Regions from separate parts of the Bombyx mori genome. Here region 2 is linked to region 1. Evidence: chromatin contacts called from public Hi-C data. All regions are on one chromosome and are shown on one strand. Each heading gives the region's core, a stretch centred on a gene start, on an enhancer-like site or on the middle of the called end of the contact. The rest is flanking DNA. Distances are from core to core; before and after follow the strand shown. Region 1 holds the start of LOC101737548 (large ribosomal subunit protein mL65). Region 2 holds the start of LOC101739884 (DET1 homolog).

Evidence for each region. Hi-C and Micro-C count contacts between places; a contact is called where the count stands out from the background.
Region 2: a contact with region 1 is called in a Hi-C map of posterior silk gland, with 2.7 times the contacts expected there. The contact joins the promoter of LOC101739884 here to the promoter of LOC101737548 in region 1. A contact is called at or near these places in 2 of 7 Hi-C or Micro-C datasets (middle silk gland and posterior silk gland).

The regions. Positions count from the first base shown.
Region 1 is chr21:8,439,519-8,444,260 of ASM3026992v2, forward strand. LOC101737548 (large ribosomal subunit protein mL65) reads left to right here and starts at 2,489. Exons shown (of 5, transcript XM_004929598.4): 1 at 2,489-3,180; 2 at 3,421-3,559. The coding sequence starts at 2,741. It overlaps LOC101737692 (beta-ureidopropionase), which reads left to right. Exons shown (of 1, transcript XM_062674711.1): 1 at 1-1,722. The coding sequence ends at 141. It overlaps LOC733143 (eukaryotic translation initiation factor 2 subunit 2), which reads right to left and starts at 1,696. Exons shown (of 1, transcript NM_001044213.1): 1 at 651-1,696. The coding sequence starts at 1,629. The coding sequence ends at 697.
Region 2 is chr21:9,204,670-9,209,273 of ASM3026992v2, forward strand. It overlaps LOC101739884 (DET1 homolog), which reads right to left and starts at 1,629. Exons shown (of 9, transcript XM_062674729.1): 1 at 841-1,629; 2 at 588-713; 3 at 22-239. The coding sequence starts at 1,161. LOC134200867 (a long non-coding RNA gene) reads right to left here. Exons shown (of 2, transcript XR_009975959.1): 2 at 2,783-2,904.

The sequences.
Region 1 (4,742 bases), core at 1,239-3,738:
ATTGCCCAAGTTGATCTAAACTTGTGTCGCCAAATTAAAGACAAGTGGGGATTCACTATGACTCAACGCCTTGACTTATATGCTCAAAGTCTAAATGAAGCTATAAAGCATGATTATGTACCTCAAGTGGTACACAAGTAATAAAGATTCAATTTACCAATCATGAATCCTACAATTTTATTATAGTGTTACTGAACAGATCTGTTAATATTGTTAATTCTGCTAAATTTAAACTCTGTTTTAGTCTACTTTAATTTTTAGACATAATTGGTGTTTCACTGCATTACAGACTTTAATAAAGATTGTTAATTGTTAGAAAATGTTTTATTATATGCAATAGATTAAAATAAAACAATATTTTATAAAACATTGTGTATCAATGAGAATAATACAGATGTGAGTTATACATAAATATAGGGATTCAATTGGGACACATTTGATAAAAATAAATATGTATTTCACATTGTGTTGTCAACACCTGGGTTACTGTACTATGTTTATTGAAACTGAGGACCACAACATGTGCTGAATTCATTTGAAATTGCCTAATTTGTTTATTATTAATTACTACAATAATGCTTAGCTTGTCATGTTGGCTGAGGTTGACAGATATAAAAACACAATCTACTATTAAAAATTACCACATGTACCCCAAACCATTACTGTAAAATTAGTTAATCACTAAGCACTAATTTTCTATGCAGTCTTTGCACGGATGGCAGCACGCTTGCCAGTCACAGCTTGGAAACCAGATTTAATGCTAGCCACTGAACAACGAGACCCACATGTCTCACATTGAAGGAAGAATAATCTAGTATCTTTCTGTAAAATTGTATCAGGGGAGCGGCATGTATGACATGTTACATACTCTTTTATATACCGACGTAAAACATTCTCTATCTGTTTTTGTTGGAAGCGACCTTTGATAATTAGTTGACTGTTTCCATCCACTGAACCACTAGTACCCAATTCCGCCAGAAGAAAATCCAACAAATGCTTGGCCTGCCGATGCAAAGTTTTACAAATTTCCGTAAAATTGGCAAAGGAGGTTTTCTTTGTACCAATTCGGACTACTTGGGGTGGTCTCATTATGAACTTTTGCTTTTTACCAGATACCATGCTTGGGTTCTTTTCCCGCATAATATCAAAAACTCGTTCTAGAAGTTCGTCATATGAGTAATCATGATCACTTCCAACCCATTCACCGTGCTCATCTTCCACATTTTCTTGATCTTCTCCTCTGACATCTTCTTCTGTGACCAGTTCATCTACATTTTTATCCTTCTTCCTCTTTTTCTTTTTCGTCTTAGTGAAATCTATATCCAAATCTAGATCATCCATTACTTCGTCTTCCTGCGCTTCCGGTTCTTCGGTTGGCGGTGTTTCAGGCAAGGCATTTTCTAATTCTCCGAGATTGAAAAACGTCTTCTTCTTTTTCTTTTTCTTTTTGCCAAAATTGTCTAAATCGAGGTTATCGTCTTCGGGCGCGTCGACGTCACCTGTATCTGCGGGTGTCTCCATACTCGTGCTCTCACCTTGCTCACCAGCAAGAGCAGCTTCTAAATCAAAACCAGTCTTCTTTTTCTTTTTCTTCTTCAACGAAGGATCAAATATCATATCGTCGTCCATGTTTACTAAAAGGCGTTGTTCTCGTAAAGGAAACTAAATTTTTGGTTAGAATATGAGACGATTGAGCAGTATTGTAGAAGGCTAATGTCAAAATAATGTCAAAAAGTTGCATCAGATTCGTCGTTCAAAAATGTACCGTACCGTAATTTTTTTTTCTCTCGCAATTACTGACGTCTATGATATCTAGGCTTCTTTTAGTAGTCGTGTCTATACATAAACTAATATTTTGTATGGAGGGATGGCAACCGGGGATTGAGTCAGCTGACCAATAAATCATATTTAGATAGTAGAAAATCAAGATTCTATTAGAATGCAAGCATAAAATATTTACAATTATTTTTGATTCTGGTGCTTTACTCGTAAAGTACTATAAAATCTACTGGAGCATTGAGTTGATTTGTGGCTAAAGTCGCAACAGGAGAGAAGCAGGGCGGAGCTTAGAGTATATCATTTTGGAAGGTAGATTTTTTTCCTTCCGGAAAGAGTGAGTCACCTCTCCTACTTATGGAAAGTAGAAGAGGTGACTCAACCCAAATGACTATCACATTCATGAAACTGAATTAATTAATTATCAATATCGCACAAATAAGAACAAAACGTTAAAGAACTGTTTGTGATATATTTGATGATTTGATTTAAATGATGTATTATTTCTAAACTTTCAATGTAAAATAAAACAATTGAGTACCTTAAGACGATCTTAAACATTTAGCATTGAGTACCGTACTGTTTAGGTACTACTCTCAAATAAAGAGAATACATAAAAATTGTTCTAATTCTCAAAGAGTTTAGAGTTTAGAGCATAGATTATACATTTAATATGTTTAGAGATGATTTAGTCTGTATTACTGTGTATATCTGTCAAAGTCTCAAAAAGTCAGTCAAAGTCAAAGTCAAATTAACCTAAAATTAGTCAAAACGTCTAGTTTCCAAAAATAAAATAAGCAAATCAATTACCAATTTCATACTTTAAAAAAAATTAAATATAATTAAAAATTAAAAATAATTAAATTTTTATCGCCACTTTCTCTTAGGAGATATCTACATAAACTAAGAAACAAATAACTCAATAGGAATTCTGATTTATGGGTATATCGAATTGCAATTCGATATGCATATAATTAAATTACACCGATCATTATTGAAAATAAAGAATGCCATTCCAAGATACTCTACTATTACGGCTCTTGAAGAAAGTGAATACACCGAGACACCGGAGTATCCCCCTATACTGGATATGACTCGGGAAGGAAAATTATTGCGTCGAAGACAAAGTTTTCAAAGCAAAATACAAGAACTAAACACGATAGAAGAGAAACAAATAGCCTTAAATATGCCTCGTTATTATGGATGGCAGTGTATAATGTTGAACAATGATAAAGTTCCGTACAACGCAATGCCCTTAGTACAGTATTATACTAGGAGTCATTTCATACCGGTCGCTAAACTTCCGGAAGCATACAATGAAATCGAACAACAAGCTAGTAATATTCTTCAAGAAATCAAACCACAAATAGAAGATGCCATAGCTATTGAATTAACTGATGTTGAGTAAGTAATTGAAATTAGTTTAAAGTATAATTGTCAATTTACGCAATTGGAAAGAAACATGACATTGATTACACAAAAATATTTAGTTGGTTTGGTTTGGTTAAACTAAAATGCCTACTTGATATTGACTACTTGATACCTTCACAACAAGATCAAATGTGTGTTGTTTGATTAATTTATAAACCTAGATACAAGCTTAAGTTTATTATTAATTTATCAAGCATTTAAAAAAAATTTCAGGAGGAACTTCAAATTCTTACAAGATAAATCTATAAAAATGCAACAAGAAGATACAATTACAAAATGTGTTGTGAGACAAATAAACAGAATTATAATGAACAATCTCAGTGATAACTTGCCTCATATTTTGTCAACACAGGTATTTGATTTAATAATTACTTAGCATACATGGAAACTTTAGACCAAGGCGACATATCAAGGATAACAAATTATTGTTATCCTAGTCTATACTAGGATAACAATAATTTTATGGGTAACTTTTTATAAGTAAAGGTTATGTTATGAGCATGTTAAAACATGCTCCTATAATTACAACTACTGTCAGAGAGATAAAATTTTTCTAATGTATATTTGTTCAGAATGACATTATACACCGTCCACAGGGACAGATGTGGCAAATTTAATTAATATTTAATTGAAACATGCTTTATCAATAGTATATTTAACAATCCTTCAATTTTTTCTTCAATTTTCCATATCAAAAGAGAATATTATAAAACAAAAATCTCCAAATCACTTTACCAATGATATCTATTGTATGGTATATTGTCTGTTACGTAATTTGAGATTGTGTATTGTAATAAGATTCTTAGAATATATAGTAGGCAAATGAGCAGTTTTGAGTAAATAAGCATCTCCAAATTTCATAATACTTTTAGCAAAAACCGTGTATAGTTGGGGATAATGAATTGAGAGCTTATGGAAATTCTTGGACTATTGTTATACTTTTCCTCCAGCATCCTTGAATCCATTCTAAACTACCTATTTGATTTTACCTACCTGTTTTTTTTTTATTCTAAGAAATACTTATATAATTTAAAAAAAAGTCTGAAATAGTTTGAAATCTATGATCTTGCTATTTTACTATGCATAGCTGGCAATATATTCTTAATTAAAATGAGGAACTGGATACTATAATGGACAAGCTCAAGTCTAGCATAATTGATTACATGTATTGCCAATGTAAATTTACTAAGTTTTTTTTATTAATGAATGTCATTGTAGACAGATGAGCAAATGCACCATACAGTGAGTGGTTACCATCGCTCATGAAAGTCAGCAGTGTGGGGCCATTGCCAAGCTGTTGCCTTCTGATACTATAAATATATAAAGAATGCAATATCAACTGATTCTAGCTGTGCAAGTTGATTATCCAGTTAATTGCTGTTCTATTCACATGATGTTTTTAAGTTATTTTTCAATGCTGGAGAAATTTGTTTTGTCTAATGCCAGTTCTAGATCATTGAAGGTATTTGATTTTATCTTGAATTGTCCTCTTTTTTTCTTGAAATGTGAATTTTATTTTTTTACAATAATTTGCA
Region 2 (4,604 bases), core at 379-2,878, 760 kb after region 1:
ATATTACAGATTAAAAAATACCTTATTGTAGGCGTGACAGCTTCATTGTTACTGTGAATGTGATAAAAATGTGGTCTCAAGTCATCTGGAATATGTGCTGCAGATCCCACTATTACATATCTACCATCTTCAGTAAACAAGCTGCATTCTCTGTTGAGTTGTTGCTCCATCACAGGCATGTTACCAAGACGATCAGATCTGATATCTCTTTGTTGACAAACATTCACTGTAAACTTAGGCTATAAAGATAATTTTATTATTTAGATAGACATTTTCTTATCATTCCATCAAATCACATTATTGCAATCAATAAGGGTTGTCTCTTTCTTGCATGTCTCCTTGGTACAGTTCAGTAAGAAAATTGTGGGTAACTATGTATCTATATCTGGCTGATAGAGGGATATATGTCGAAACTGACAGCCACTGTTAGAGATTAAGACTACAATATAAATAAATTATCTTGAGATGGATGTATTCTTCAATACAGATGTATTGTTTTAAAAGAGAGATTGAGAAAGTAAGCCTATATAATTAATAATATATGAACACCTAAACAAATTAATAAAACATGACACAATATATCATACCTTAAAGAATCTATAAAATATATGTGTTCTAATTCTGTGATGAGCATCAGCATCTGCATTAAGCAAGTCAGTTGGATAACCAGCCACTAAGTCTCCTGCACTAGAAGCACCTCTGTATTCATAGATCTGAAATACAAATCTACTATTTGCAAAATTAAACAGAAAAAAACAACCAACAGCATTTACTCAAAGTTAATGTTTGTTTTTATTACACACTTAAATCATAAAACGTCAACATCATACATTAACATACCTCCAGAGAAGTTTGATCAGCTGAGAATGCTATGAAATGTTTACCATCTGGACTAAACTTCCTCAAAAAGCACGGAGGTTTCTCAACGTTTACGATAGTTAAATTTGGAAAAACATTCTGATAAAATTCACGAACAACGTGAAAATGCGATCCAGGTTTCCGTGACCCGTGTATTTCTCTTTCCATTAATCTTATGACGATATTTTGAGGTTTTATTTTTCGAGGTACAATTTTTTCTGTGCAAAAGAATTCCTTTTCGTCGATTGCTCCGGGTGGAGGGTCCTCATAATAAATAAATTTCGAACTACTCCCAGAAGCCATTGCAAAGGCACGATTTAATTTCTAAAAGTACTTTCGTTATTTTTTTTTTTTTTTTTTAAGAGATTTTATGACCTGGTAACTGAGACCTTTAAGTCATGTCTTATTTTAATCTATATTCTTAATTTTATGAAAAATGATGTTATGGAGTGAAATGAAATGAAAATGATTAATTTGAGACATTAATCAACTAGGATGAAATTAAATGAGATGATATGAGATGAAATCTAATCTCAGTAAAATGGTGGTAATTTACTAAGATTTTTCAGTGGACTTTTTGGAGGATCCCGAGAAGTTACGTCCAGCGGCTTTGTTTCATTTTCCCACATTTGTGCACTTTCACAGATATTAAACGGTTAATAAACCACCATTATTACACATTTAAACCCGAAGAAACACTAAATAGACAAAATAAAACAAATCACACAACTTCACTCCTCGCGTTCCCGCCAAAAAGTCCTTTCGTTATTTATGTACCTTTGTATCCATAGATTATACACTTATTATATTTGAGAGTTTGTATCAATATGAGTAGTAGTAGTAAGGTTTTTCTCGAAGAGAAAGGCAATGGGACTAAGCCATACAGCCAATTCTTAAGTTTAATATTTTCATATATAATTTTATGTTTCAAGGCAAAAAAGCCAATTCTTTAGTATTTTTCATTTATAAATATTTTTCAAATCCGTGTAAATGTCTATTCAGATAAAAAAAAAACCAATTTGTTTCGGTTGAGAGTTGTCGCAATCGTGTTTCTTGGAAAATCTGACTATAAAGTCAAAATTTGTGTTCTCCATTATAAGTCTCCGAAAGTAGAGTTAATGTATTCATATACTGCTCTAAAACTTGCAGTGCACTTAAGCAATTCTTGAAGAGAAGGCGGGATGCTATCCTTATAAACCTCTTGCAGTATTATCAATAAATAGGATGCGATGAATATTAAAAGCTGGACATGTGAAAAAAATATGTTGTAAAGTTTGTTCTTCATTTAGGGAGCATTTATTACAATTTGGTGATGAAGTTATTTTCATTCGGTAAAGGTGAGCGTTAAATTTGCAATGACCAAATCTCAGTCTACAAATCTGTGTGTAGAACTTCCTTTTACAGAAATATTTGCTCCTAGCGAACCAGAGTTTAATACCGATTTCATTATTTATTTCAGCATACCATTTACCTTTGGTTTCATTTATATGCTGTCTGTTTTCGAGCCAATCTTTATTAATTTGTTGACGAATATCAGGAACTAGGTCTTGCCATGGAATTGAAATATTTTTAATCTGGCCACCCAAGTTATTTATTGATTTTGCAAAATTATCAACTTTTTCATTGCCCACCACTCCACAATGTGCTGGAGTCCATGTGAATTCAACAGTGATATTTTGGTTACGCAAATCCGTCCAAAGTTTTTTAATACACTAAAGTAGGTAACAATTTAAAAACAAAAAAATACTCTGCTTTTTATGGGATTTCATGACCTGGTAACTAAAACCTTTAGGTCAAGTCTTATTTTAATTTTAATGAAAACTTTTATAAATGAAAAATTTATACTTAATATTATAAAGCTGAAGAGTTTGTTTGTTTGAACTTGAACTTGAAATTTGAACTATTGGTCCGATTTGAAAAATTATTTCAGTATTAGATAGCCCATTTATTGAGGAAGCTATATAACATCACCCTAAGATAAGAGCACCAATGAAGAATGTTTCAAAATCGGGGCTTTTTCCCTTTTGAGAGCTTCCAGTACGTGCGCTGTGGAAACGGTTAAAGTTTCACTAAAATAATAACCGCAACAGAGTAATAAGTATTTAATTTTAAAGAAATTTACCCACAGTTGATTTTAATGAGTACCTTCTATGAGTATTTTAAAGAGTACTAGCTGACCCGGCAGACTTCGTAGTGCCTCAATCGATAAATAAAAGACCTAAAGTTTTGTATAAAATAAATTTAAAACAAACAAAAGAAACCCGTCCAACGGGGAACACATAAAGGGAAAATCAAAATTGTTTGTTTTTATATAATTCCGAGCATTTTCATATTTATTCACCTTTTAAACCTTCTTTGGACTTCCACAAATAATTCAAGACCAAAATTAGCCAAATCGGTCCAGCCGTTCTCGAGTCCTCGAATGGAGGCCACGGATGGGTACAAGGAGCGTGGGGCGTCCTCCAACCAGGTGGACTGACGACTTAGTGCGCACGGCGGGAAGTCGTTGGATGCGGAAGGCGGAGGACCGCATTATGTGGAAGGCATTGGGGAAGGCCTATGTCCAGCAGTGGGCAGATAAAGGCTGATGATGATGATGATGTTCTCGAGTTTCAGCGAGACTAACGAACAGCAATTCATTTTTATATATATATATAATACAGAATACAGATATACAGATATACAGGTGAGAAGATACCACAGTTTTAAAATAAAATCGCCGCAAAATAATGATCAAGCGCGTAATATTGATGTACAAGGCAGCAGCCGGCTGGTGCGCGGCAGCGAAGAATAAGAACAATAACAAGAAACAGCCAAATCACTTCAAGATAGGGTTTGAAAATTATAGATTTTTGTGGATTTCTCCAAGATCCCATCATCAGGTCTTGATGATTATAGGGCAATTCGGGAAGTCTACCCTTGCGAACAAAAAATGGAAAAGAGAATTATCAGAATCGTTTCAAGGATTCTCGAGAAATCGGTGAACATACATAGATAAAAAATGGTGGTTGAATTGATAGCCTCCTCTTTTGAAATCGGTTTTAAAAGCGTGATTTTGTAAGGTTACGATTTTGGTAGCTCCTTAAGATTCTATTATTCAAAAATATTTTCACTTTATACGTAAATGAAGTCGCGGGTAAAATTTTGCGTTATGCCAAAGTAACTAAGCTATTCCACGCGGACGAAGTCACGGGCAAAAGCTAATGATATTATGAAATTAAATGAAGTTGATTAATGTGAAACATGGCATGAAACGCAACGAAACGAAACGAAATATGTCAGTAAAATGGTGGTCATTTACTGAGACTTTCTCAGTTGACCGACTTTTAGAGGATCCTGAGAAGTTACGTTCAGGGGCTTTGTTTCATTTTCCATTTTCACATTTGTGCACATTCACAGATACTAAACAGTTAGTAAACCACCGTTATTACACATTTACACCTGCAGAAACACTAAATATACAAAATAAAACAAATCATACAACTTCACTCCTCGCGTTCCCGCCAAAAATTTCACACTCTCCTTTTTTTTTTAAAGGGATTTTATGACCCGGTAACTAACATCTTTAAGTCATGTCTTATTTTAATTTATATTCTTAATTTTATGAAAAATGATAATATAGAGTGAAATGAAATGAAGATGATTAATTTGAGACATTAATGAAAGTGTTATTAGCATTCATTTTTTTAAATACGGTCACAGATTAGTATAATAGGTACTATGTAGTGTTACTACATATTAAAATG